Linked DNA regions of Mus musculus: region 1 is linked to region 2. The links are chromatin contacts, called in public HiChIP or PLAC-seq maps. All regions are on one chromosome and are shown on one strand. Each heading gives the region's core, a stretch centred on a gene start, on an enhancer-like site or on the middle of the called end of the contact. The rest is flanking DNA. Distances are from core to core; before and after follow the strand shown. Region 1 holds the start of Fstl1 (follistatin-like 1). Region 2 has its middle 16 kb from the start of Gm46547.

Region 1 (5,869 bases), core at 2,832-5,331, 44 kb before region 2:
CAGCTAAGCACAGCGCATCTGTCTGTGGAGCTGTTATTGGCTCTCCACACTACCGTCTCAAGAGACACATTCCCAGCTCATGGCTCAAGTGTGGATTCCTTGCTGGAGTGAGTGATCTCCTCGGTAAATCTGTCCCTTGTATATGTAATTTATCATAATGAATTCCTAGACCCAGAATGCAGAGTAAAACTAAGCCAGGGTGCATAGGGGGACACTTGGACACTTACTAAGATTGTCCTTTTGAAGCTGGCAGTTGGGCTGTGTGTCTCCTCTAGCCTGTCATGTCAGAGGAACTAATATACATTCCTCAAGACTCCAGGGGCACACAAACTTATACCTGGAATTCTCTATACTACCCTTGGTCCCCCAATTGCATAACCCCCCCCCCAAATAGTGGTCATTTCAGTAGAAGGGGCATGGAAAGAGAGAGCAGGCCAAGGGATGAATATTAGTAGAAGCCTTCCCTCTGCTGCTGCCCCAACTAGAGCCTACTTCTGTCCAATATGTGTATATCTAGAGCCGTGTGCAGAGCTCTGAAGAGCATGTGGGTGTGTGCTCACATGGGTGGGGCATTATTCTGATGGAGGCTGGCTGCAGGGACATCCTGGAGGTAAAATAGGGAAACTACAAAGGGAACAAACAGCAGCAGTGTTACTCTGAGGTGACAAGTATAAGGGCATTGAAAATACAGAAACAATGTAATACTTGGCCTTAGTGAGATTTAGTAGCAGTTTCTCATATCCAACCAAATAGAATTTATACACTAGCATTAAGAACATCACAGCCATCCTTACCCAAGAAGGAACAGCTCTGCTTCTGAAAGCTGACTCCAAAAGCTTTGGGCTTTTTCAAAAACCAATAGAATTTGTAAAACAATCGTAGCTTTTAAAAAAGTGAAATAAATCTTTAGGTTTGATTATTAAAGCAAAGAGCACCAAGAAAATTCTCTGTGTCTTCTATGTCTCTCTCTCTCTCTTTTTGAGAATTCAACAATATTTGCACAACGTAGCAGATCTAAATTTTACTAAAATGGACTCATGCCAAAAGACTAGAAATACCATACTTGAGTGTTTGCTGAATGTTCTTATAGTTAACAAGGAAAAAACCCTCCACTGCAAGCATCATTAACTGCAACTATAGTGTGTAAAATGTATTCCAAGTCACGTCTCCCACGGAGAGGGGTTAATTTACTTTTTTCACCCATGAGTAAAGATGTAGTATTTAACACGTGCATTAAAACTTGCCAAGTGTTATCTGGAAGGGCAGGCAACAAAGGCTTGGTTGATTAAAAGATAATAATCCTTAGGACAGTGAAGTTATGAAATGTGCGGTTGTGGCTCCTGCCTGGGCTCCCTCTTCACTGTCCGTGTGTCCTGACTTCACAGCCTCTCTTCTGCACCAGCTCCCCTGGTTTTCATGCCTCAGCACTTTGCCTCTTTCTCTGCAGGTTTTTCCTGGGAACTGAATGTTCTTCCATAGAGCTCCAGTGGGAAATTGCAGTGAGGGGCCCTTACTACCTGGAGTGAGCTGTTCTCTGCTGTGCAGTGGGATGAGGAGGCTGGAGTGAGGAGTAGGTTACTTAGAACAGATCGCAGACCTTGAGACTCACAGTCTCGTGCTGATGAGACACAGATTCCTTACTTCTGCAAACGGTTCTGTCTTTTCACAAAGTGGTTGGCAATTCCTAAGCTGGCTGAGAAATTAACCAGGAATTCACTTCATCTATCACAGAAGAGTAGCTCTCTTTTTATTGACTGACTAATTAATTATTATTATTATTTTTTTTTGGTTTGGTTTTTCAAGACAGGGTTTCTCTCTGTAGCCCTGGCTGTCCTGGAACTCTTTGTAGACCAGGCTAGTTTCGAACTCACAGAGATCCATCTGCCTCTGCCTCCTGAGTGCTGGGAACAAAGGCATGTGCCACCACTGCCTGGCTATTTTATCATCATCTTAATCATCAGGGTCTCACTGTTTAGCCCTAGCTGTTATGAAACTCACTAGGTAGACCAGGCTGGCTTTGAACTCACAAAGCTCTACCTGCCTTTGCTTCCCACGTGTTGGAATTAAAGGTGAGAGCCACTGGCTAACGGTGTTGAGGGCCATCACAAGGATGGAGGAGCATTCTTTAACCAGAGTTAAAAACCGAGGCTATTTCCTCCACTCAAAGAAAATGGCTGAGGGGCAAACGGGGCTCAAGGCGTATCTGAAAGGTAGAGGGAGGGGGTCACATACTGATCCACTTCCAAAGCTAATCAGTTATCTGAACACGGGCCATTTAATGAGTTTCCTTAACTTTGTTCCCTGCTCTGTAAAACGGAACTAACAAAGCCCAACTCACAGGGCTGAGAGGCTTTAAAAGAAATGCTAGAAGTGATCCGAGCAGACACAAAACACTTGGTAAAATCCTAAGCCCTCATGTTTGTAAGCGGGCCAGGTAGTGATGAATTGTCTGGAGTCTGGAGCCAGACGGCTTGGGTTTGCATCTTGCCCTCACTACTATAACTTATTTTGTAAGTTGCACAAACTTCCCTGACTCAGTTCCCCTATGATTAAAGTAGAATCTTAATACAAGTAGTAGCTACCTAATAAATACTTGCTGCTTTTATTTCTCTAGAAATAAAAATAGACTGCTTCTACCTCAATCAGTGATACAGTGAATTAAAGGAACACACACCAGTACAGTGTGTGCGTGTGTGTGTGTGTGTGTGTGTGTGTGTGTGTGTGTGTGTGTGTTTAAAGTCCTGAAGACTGTGTGCATTTATTAATTCTGGGATTGACTCAAGCTGTGATGCAAAGGGTGGGGCTAAACTGTAAAGTGAAAGAAAAACTCTGAGGGGCTATAAACCACCCACCAGGGAGCTATTTCTTTTGTAATGTGCATTCCATTTCTTCTCTCTCATGCGTTTTAATTCTTTCCACATTTCCTGCCACAATTATCAAATGTTTAGTTTCTGACCTCACTTTTCTGGAGACTGGAGCCCAGGGAATTTAGAATTGTTTATTTTCTGTCCCTAAACCTTTGAGTTAATGGAGGGGCTTGTGCCATAGGGTTTGTTGGTTTGTTTGTAGTGTCTCAGGAAGGTCACTGGAGTTGAAAAGAAAACAAGAGAGAGAGAGAGAGAGAGAGAGAGAGAGAGAGAGAGAGAGAGAGACTCTACATATTTTAGCTGGAAACCAGAGGCCCCCAAAGGGTAGAGCCGCAGATTCCTGCATTTGCTCAACCGAGTTTAAGGGGAAATTTGGATTATAAAAGACTCTTATAGGGCCCAGATAATAACAATGACAACAACAAAAATCCAGGACATTTTACAAAGAAGAAAATGCATTTCAGGAAATCTCAATTCACTCTATGAAGAAGAAAGGAAATTTCATTTTGCTGTTAAAAAAAAAAACTTTTAAGTGCCCCCCCCCCCCCCCCCCGGCTAGGAAAGACTTGGAAAGAAAAAGTCCGTAACTATTCTGTTTCCTCTGAAGTGAACAGAACTCAAGGCGCCTTTTTGAACTCTGCGGCTGCTCTGGCCGCCGCCTCTGCTCCTATCCACCCAGTCTGTCCTCTCTCCCCACTCCCCAGCCTCCCTCCATATTAGGCGTGGTGGGGCTCCAGCTTTTGGCCCAAACTATTTCAAGAATTGAGATCTAAGTTTGTTAGGTAGAATTTCTGCTCCTAGCGTGCCAGAATCCCACTCCATCGTAAGGCTGGGGGACCTTCAGTCCCACCCCCAGAGAGCATCCCTAGAGTGCACACTCGACCGCTGGGGCGCAAACCCCAGAGACCGGTCACCTACCTCGCCGTGGACCAGGGCGATGGTCACCAGCGAGAGCGCCAGCCATCGTTTCCACATCTGCGGAAGAGAGAAGAGGGTGAGAGTGAAGGCGCTGGGCCCCGCTCAGACCCTAGAAACTTCTTCGGGTCCCACAGATTCATCCCCCTCCTCCCAGCACCCTCGGTGCCCGCAGCGGCCCGGCCTCTGCACCGCGCTCACCGTGCTCGGGTCCGGGACTCCGGAGGACACTGGGCAGGGTGGCGGCAGCGAGTTAGAGGCGAAGGTGGGAGCGTCGCTTATCACCAGGCTCCGAGGAAGTCCGACCTGGGCTCGCCGCCCCTTAAGACCCCTCCTTCCCCGCCCTCCGGCCCCCCAGCTCCTCCCTATTCTCCTCCCCTTCTGCAGCGCTGCCCCCGCGGCTCCCGCTGCGCTCCCTCCTCCCGGCCCCCGCCAGTAGCCCAGGAGCGTCCATGCACCGCAGGCATCCCCGTCCTCTCCTAGACCCCAACCAAGAATCTTCAGATATCTCAAGAGAAGGCACTGGGTGTCCGTGTCTCAGGGGACCCTGAAACAAAGGCGGGGGAAATCACAGAAATCCCACGCCCGGGAGGGGCGCTGGCCTGCGGCAGCGGGGGGGTGGGTGGGGGTGGGTAACAGAAGGAACTCGCTGAGGACTGCAGTGACAACCAGATGGACAGTACAGTGGGCATCCATGCCAGGGCTGGGACTCGAACCTAAGCATCCCAGAGCCACCCTTCCTTGTTGAAAGGGAAAAGGGAGAGTAGAGGATGTGAAGGTATTACTACAGCCCAAGAAGGAAGCAGGCATAGGAGCCCAAGATGGGCTGGTGAGCAGAAAGCTACTTTGCGGTCAACTGTGGGTGTACTAGGGAGAGGGGGCAAGTGCCCTGCTCTGCAGCATTTTTATATGCTTCCCTCCAACCCAGGAACTCTAACCCCTCTCCATCTCACCAATCTCCCGTTAGCACCTTGGCCATTTCTGGAAAAGTCCCTCTTTGAGCCTTTGATCTCCACCAGTGTTTCTTTCCCCAGAGGTCTTCAAAGGTGTGCCGCCCCTATAATAAGAGTGTGGATCCCCAATCTCTTTCCTGCCCTGGCTTCCCTATCTCTGGCGGTCAAAAATAAATCTCTGTGTGACACATTTCAACCTCTGGTTGCCGACTCCCACTTTCTACCTGCTCAGCCCATTCTTGACAGCACTGAAAACTAACCGCCATGTTCTTTCGCTCTGGGGTTTAGACAGTACCGTGTCACATCTTCATTCACTGAGATACTTCATCCACTTTCTTCTCCCACACCAAATCCAACCTTTCTGCCTTCCTTGTAAGCACTCCATTTCACCCCGTGGCCGAACCTTTTCGTCTTCTCTTCACCTTCTTTGCCACACACCCCGATGCTCTCATCATACCAGGTATCATGGTGTGCTCTGAACTTGTCTTAGTTTATCGTCTACCGAGGTCTGCTGAATACCTACAGCTGAAGGTTTCAAAATTATGCCTAAATTCCACACTGAGATAGCCCGAGTGCTACACAGATGGAAACAAAAATGTAAACTCTGTTATGGGTCATATTGGAATGTTGGCCATGGCTTTAAAACAGCAGGGGCTGCAATGGGTTTGCTACTGCTGAACCCCAGAATCAAACACACCCCATAGGTACAGGGAGAGTTGGAAAACCTGCTTGTGTAAAAATTAGCTGCATGAAAAAGCAAAATTAATGAATAAAAATAAATAAATAAATAGTCACTGCCCTCTATACTTAAGAGGGGTGTGCTAGTTAGTTTTGATTGTTGAGTTGACATAGCCTGAAGCTAAGAGAAGAATTGCCTATTAGACGGGCCTATGTCTGTGGAGGCATTGACTTGATAGTTGATGTTGGAGGACCTAGCCCACTGTGGGTGGTGCCATTCTGTAGGCACCTGGTCCTGGGCTAGAAAGCTAGCTATGCATGAGCCTGCAAGCAAGCCTGCAAGCAGCATCCCTCCCAGATTTCTGCTCCAGGTTCCCACTTGGGGATCTTTCTGCTGTGACTCTCCTCAGTGATGGACTGTGACCTCTGAGATGAAATACACTCCCCCTAAGTTGC
Region 2 (5,176 bases), core at 327-2,826:
TCTCTCTGGCTCGTACCTAGCATTTTATATGGGTGCTGGTGGGTGCCAATCTTACGTCTTCATGCTTGCATGCAAGTCCTTTCTGGACAGCTGTTTCCCCTGCACCTCCGTTGCATTTGACTAAGGATTTCTGAACCAGTCCTCCAGCATGAATGATAACATTCGGGTATTTTCACTGTATCCTTGTTGCTAGGGAACATAGGTCTAATATTTCATGAACATGTAAACCAAACACCCAGAAGGCAGAGGCAGGATTGCTGTGAATTTGAGTTTAGCCTGGTTATATAGTGAGTTCCAGTCTGGCTTAGGCTTCTAACAAGGGACTGTCTTACCCTAACCACTTGCTTCAATCACTTCAACACTCCAAGATGGCCAGCAATTGGTATACCTGTCTCTTTCCAATTCCCTGGCAACAGATTAGGGGTGGTGGCTCACAGCTCACTCATCTCTGTGTCCATATGAGGATTAAGAATGTGGAAAGATGTCGCAGGCATTTGTGAGGTGTATACTCCTTAGCGACTGTTTCAAAAATATATACAGACACACTGGTGATGCAAATTAGTGAACTGTGGATGCCCCAGAGTCTGTCTTGAGTTTTAGTTCAATTTATATTCAGTGTCAGCTGACTGTTACTCTATAAATCAAATTCTGATAAGTTCCTTATTCTGTACATAGGAAACAGACAGGAAGACTCATGGTTCCCTAATACACATGTTGTAGAATAGACAGAGAGACAGAGACACAGATAGACATAGACAGACAGACAGACACACACACACAGAGTAACATATTTGAACCAGGATAAGAGGAAAATGAATGAAGTGCCTTGAACATCCAGTATAGGTGAGTGGTTAAAAGGAGTAACACTGAGACAATGTAATCATCTATTGATTAACCGTATGTATCAGATTCACTTTAAGTGTTATCTATAAATACATAATGTGGTATATAATGTAAGATTTTTAAATACAAAGATCTCGTAGAATGATTAAACAGAGATGATTAACATACACAGTACCTTGTGTATTTACGTTTCATCTGTCATGAAGATTCTGAAATCAACTTTGTAAGCAAGTTGTCACCATTATTCATTGTTATTAGTTAATACAGGAAGTTTCTCAAATCCTTTAATATTTAAAGGTGATTTTTTATTATTATTTCATTTTATAATAAATTGAGGCTTACGGTGGTTAAACAAGTTGTTTAGCACCACATTTAATAACTAGCAGAACCCCAATCCAAACCCTATAAGTCGTCAGATTTGAAAGTCTGCTTTGGTCCTTGCTTCTCTTGGAAGTGGGGTAGAGCTGGGGGGTGGGGAGCTAGACATGAGAGGATCAGCAATAAAGATCCTGTGGTGGCCTCAGAGAGTGGAATGGGGCTGGGGCTTCCGTAATTCTTGATATTCTCACAGCTGTAATGTGTATAGGCCTTGAATCTGCAGTCTTTCCCTCTTCCCGAAGAAGCACTTTTATTTCAGGGGAGAAAGCTGGTCTGGGTTCTGTTCTCTGCTGGGGTCTGAAGGGAGTTGGCTGGCTCTCCTTCCTGAGTATACATGACTAAGAGAGCTGGGAGGGCTACAGCAAGAGACCCGTTGCCAAGAACATCTTGGGTGGAGAGACTTCTGGGACATTTTTTCCACTCTGCATCAGATGGAGTAAAATTGATTAGCATCTAATTGGTTTCAGCTGCACTTAGAGTAGTGCATAGAAAGCTCCACTGTACTTTACTAAATTCAGTTCCTTACGGTTAACAGATCGAAAGAATAATTAAAACACACACACACACACACACACACACACACACACACACACACACATTCCAAAATAAAGAAACCAGTGCTTTGGGTCACATTTTACCCATTTGGAATTCATACTTTGAGTAAAGTATGAAGAAAGAAACCAAAGAAAGAAATCTCTGTCCTGGAAGACTCTTGGGAAGTGGGCTGCTTAGAAATCAAAACATCTGTGCTGGGCCTCGGCTTTCCCTGAACAGCCTTGTGGTCTGCAAAAACCTTTTCATCTCCCTGCACTGTGCGCTGGTTCCTAGAATTATTGGGAAATTGAGGAGCTTGGTTTTAGCAATCTCCAAAGTTCCTTTCTTCTCTCGTTTCATACTTTGGTTCCTGTCAATTGTTCTCATGAGCTGGGACAATCCCAGAATATCATTACAGTGCAACTGCTTTCGCGAATTAAGGGCCAGAGGGCAAACAAAGGACTGGGAAATCTGTTTTACTGGGTGTTTTGGGGGGCCAGGATACCTCAGTCCTCGCCCTTCACATCTCCATCCACGAAAAGCGACAGAGGACACTTTATACGAGTGCAAAGCTCTTTGCTAATAGGTTTGACAGTGCTGGGTGTGTACTTCACTGACCAAAGAGTGTGCTCAGCACACCAAAGGCCCTGGCTTCAATCCTAGCATCCCAACCAAAAAGAAAATAAAATTTATTTCAAAAAGTATGGTACAAACAAGCTATAGGAGACGCAGCTTGCCAGCTAAACTGCCTCTCCAATCCCCCTTCCTCTTTTTAACGATCATTTGTTTACATTGTTTCCTCTTTTTAACAATCATTTGCTTACATTGTTTCCTCTTTTTAACTACCATTTGCTTACACTGTTTCTGCTCTTTCTATACGCTTTATTCCCTGCCTCCATTTGCTGTTTCTGTTTGGCTAAGTCTCCCCCCAACTGGCCTCAGTTTCACTGTCTCTAAGGAAGAAAAGTTGTGTGTTTGTGTAGGGTTGTTCAGACGATTTTGTACTGCTGTCTTCCAGTTGTGAGATATTCAAACATTTACAACGATAAAAACCAGTGAATGCTACTATTTTCTTGAATACTTACAATATAAACTATGCTAGCTAGTTTCATGTCAACACAAGCAAGAGTCATTTGGGAAGCAGGAGCCTCAACTGAGGAAACGCCCCCAACAAGACTGACCTGTAGGCAAATGTCTTATATTGGGGGGCTCAGGTTGCTGCTGGTGATGGTTCTGAATTTTATAAGGAAGCAGGCTGAGCAAGCCAGGAAGTGCAAGCCAGGAAGTGCAAGCCAGGAAGCAGCATTCTCTGTTTTTCTGATTCAGTTCCTTCCTCCAAGCTCCTGTCCTGACTTCCCTGGATGATGGAGTAGAAGCTGTAAGATGAAATAAACCCTTTTCTCTACAAGTTGCTTTTGGTCATAGTGTTACATCACAACAATAGAAACCCTAAGACACACCATGTGTCGCTCCAAATGGGATGGTGATCAAGACTGCTAGACTCAGGGCTGCTGCATCCAGAGTCCATGGCTTGCAGGACACAGGCTCCCACTGTGGGTATAAGAACAGAGCACTGCTCGAGACCCATTATAAAGAGTAACACTGAAGAACTCTTGGCTTTGGCTGCCATGGATCGCTAGGAGGTGCTGTCCTTTGCTGATGGGGTAGGTTTGTGTTAGCAATGCAAGGATTGGTGAGACTGAAGGTGAGGTAAGACTCTGCAAGTCCCAGGGTGCTTATAAACCCAAGCGGCGTTTTCCCAAAGCAGAACTCCCTTCCAACGATAAATCATGCACTAGAAGACCAAGGTGTGGGAGAGTTCGGGTTTAGACATCATCCATTTGACTGACACATGGGTTTGGGAAAGGCAGCCTTATTAGACTGGAAAGTTCCCTCTGGAAATATCATGTGTCTCCCTGCAAAGGGAAGGAAGGCTGGCAGGCGCAAATGCTTCTTAACACTCTTGGCATCTCTTTTCCATCTGGGCTTACAGCACGCCTATTCATCAGTGGTTCATGAGAACAACACATCTCTCAAGTCTCCCTTTCTCCAGAGTCAGTTACAGATTCTATGTCCCTGTACCCCCCTCCGGGTCCCCAAAACAGAACAGAGCCCACAGAATGAACCCTTCTGATCAGTGAACCCCACAGTACCACACACTCAAAGCCTTCTTCGCTTGTGGCTTTCTTTACTGGACCCTGAAACTCGGGGACAGCTCTCTCTCTCTCTCTCTCTCTCTCTCTCTCTCTCTCTCTCTGCCGCCGATCCTCTTGAGTTTAGGAACCTGTGTTTAGGAGTATGGTGGACTCCCTGGAACATAAACGAGAAAAGGATTATCAACCTGGGTTGTCAGCTCTAAGTATCTGTGCCTCTGTGCCATTTATTACTGCTATGGATGTATAAACTCCCTTGGTTCCATCTCCTATATGCTGGCTCAGAGAATGCGGTCTTATCATCTGGCGATTTATACACCAGAGAAGCACAACCCCATTCTTCTAGCCTTGCCAGTCTTGGCAATAAGCCCAGACTCACTTTATAAGGTTCTGATCCTGTGCTTTGTCCCCGCAGCTAAACCAGTACCCAGATGCTGACCCACCAGGCATTTCCCCTAACTTCCCAGCTCCAGTTCGCCTTTAGTGAACAAATGGATTCTGGAAGGCCACCTAATTTTAAAACTATTGTAACAAAGAGACAGTGAGGGAGGGTAGTCTCTGGCAGCCACTGTTTCTCACGCACCTCTCTGGCATGGCTGTGGAAGAGGAGGGTGTGGTAGGACTTGTGCCCCCGTCCACACTCTCAACATGAACTCTGTTTATCCTCCAGGTCTCTCTCTGAGCTCTCTTGAAGGCTGCTCTTTCTTTCTCTGGCATCCTGAGGCTGAACTCCAGTGAGCTATTTAATGAGCTCAGCTAACCTTATCTGACTTTTATAAATCGACTGATAGAAGTTTATGAGAAAACAAGCCAAGACTGCAGCGAATGCCACAGATAACAAGTTCTGTGCCACTGCTCTTGAATTGACCTTATTAAAAGCTGATTATAATTCTCCTTTTTTAAAAAAAAGAATTCTTCTGAAATCAAGGATACTAAATACATTGGAAATCAACTAGGGCATCCTAGACTTTGAGAGTTTGCCCATTTCAGTTTTATTTTCAGCCAGAAAAGCTGACACATCTTAAGATCTGTTGTTCCTGCCGTAGACCATAGACTATTTTTTGTTACTGCCGAGGACTGCTGTTTACGTGCAGAAAAGATCTGCTTTTAATCGATCAAATCTACATTATGAGTGATTGGGTCATCTGGCTAAAACTCATATGCACCACCTTTATGAGGTGAATAAAATTGTGAAACCGTTATTTATTACAATAATTCTATATTTACATACCATCCTGCTAGAACATATAAATTAAGAAAACCCCATC

What was found. HiChIP or PLAC-seq counts read pairs in DNA pulled down with a chosen protein or histone mark.
Region 1: a contact with region 2 is called in an H3K27ac HiChIP or PLAC-seq map of heart atrium, with 22 read pairs. The contact joins the promoter of Fstl1 here to the enhancer-like site in region 2. A contact is called at or near these places in 5 of 39 promoter capture datasets (the 3T3-L1 cell line, 3T3-L1-derived adipocytes, cranial neural crest and 1 more), 1 of 15 datasets of contacts at CTCF or cohesin (the NIH/3T3 cell line), 21 of 484 Hi-C or Micro-C datasets (the C3H10T1/2 cell line, the HL-1 cell line, adipose-derived mesenchymal stem cells and 10 more), 7 of 115 datasets of contacts at active chromatin or transcription factors (the NIH/3T3 cell line, bone marrow-derived macrophages, cardiomyocytes and 4 more) and 2 of 9 other capture datasets (adipose tissue and pancreatic islet).

The regions. Positions count from the first base shown.
Region 1 is chr16:37,775,267-37,781,135 of GRCm38.p6, reverse strand. It overlaps Fstl1 (follistatin-like 1), which reads right to left and starts at 4,081. Exons shown (of 11, transcript NM_008047.5): 1 at 3,984-4,081; 2 at 3,786-3,842. The coding sequence starts at 3,842.
Region 2 is chr16:37,729,026-37,734,201 of GRCm38.p6, reverse strand. No RefSeq gene overlaps it. Among named protein-coding and RNA genes, the nearest start is that of Gm46547, 16 kb to the right of the region's middle. Within about 2 kb of position 1,576, at least 81 of the 459 cell types and tissues checked have an H3K27ac peak or open chromatin away from gene starts, as enhancers often do. A contact at or near this core is called in the C3H10T1/2 cell line, the NIH/3T3 cell line, adipose tissue and 8 more, where this site is marked.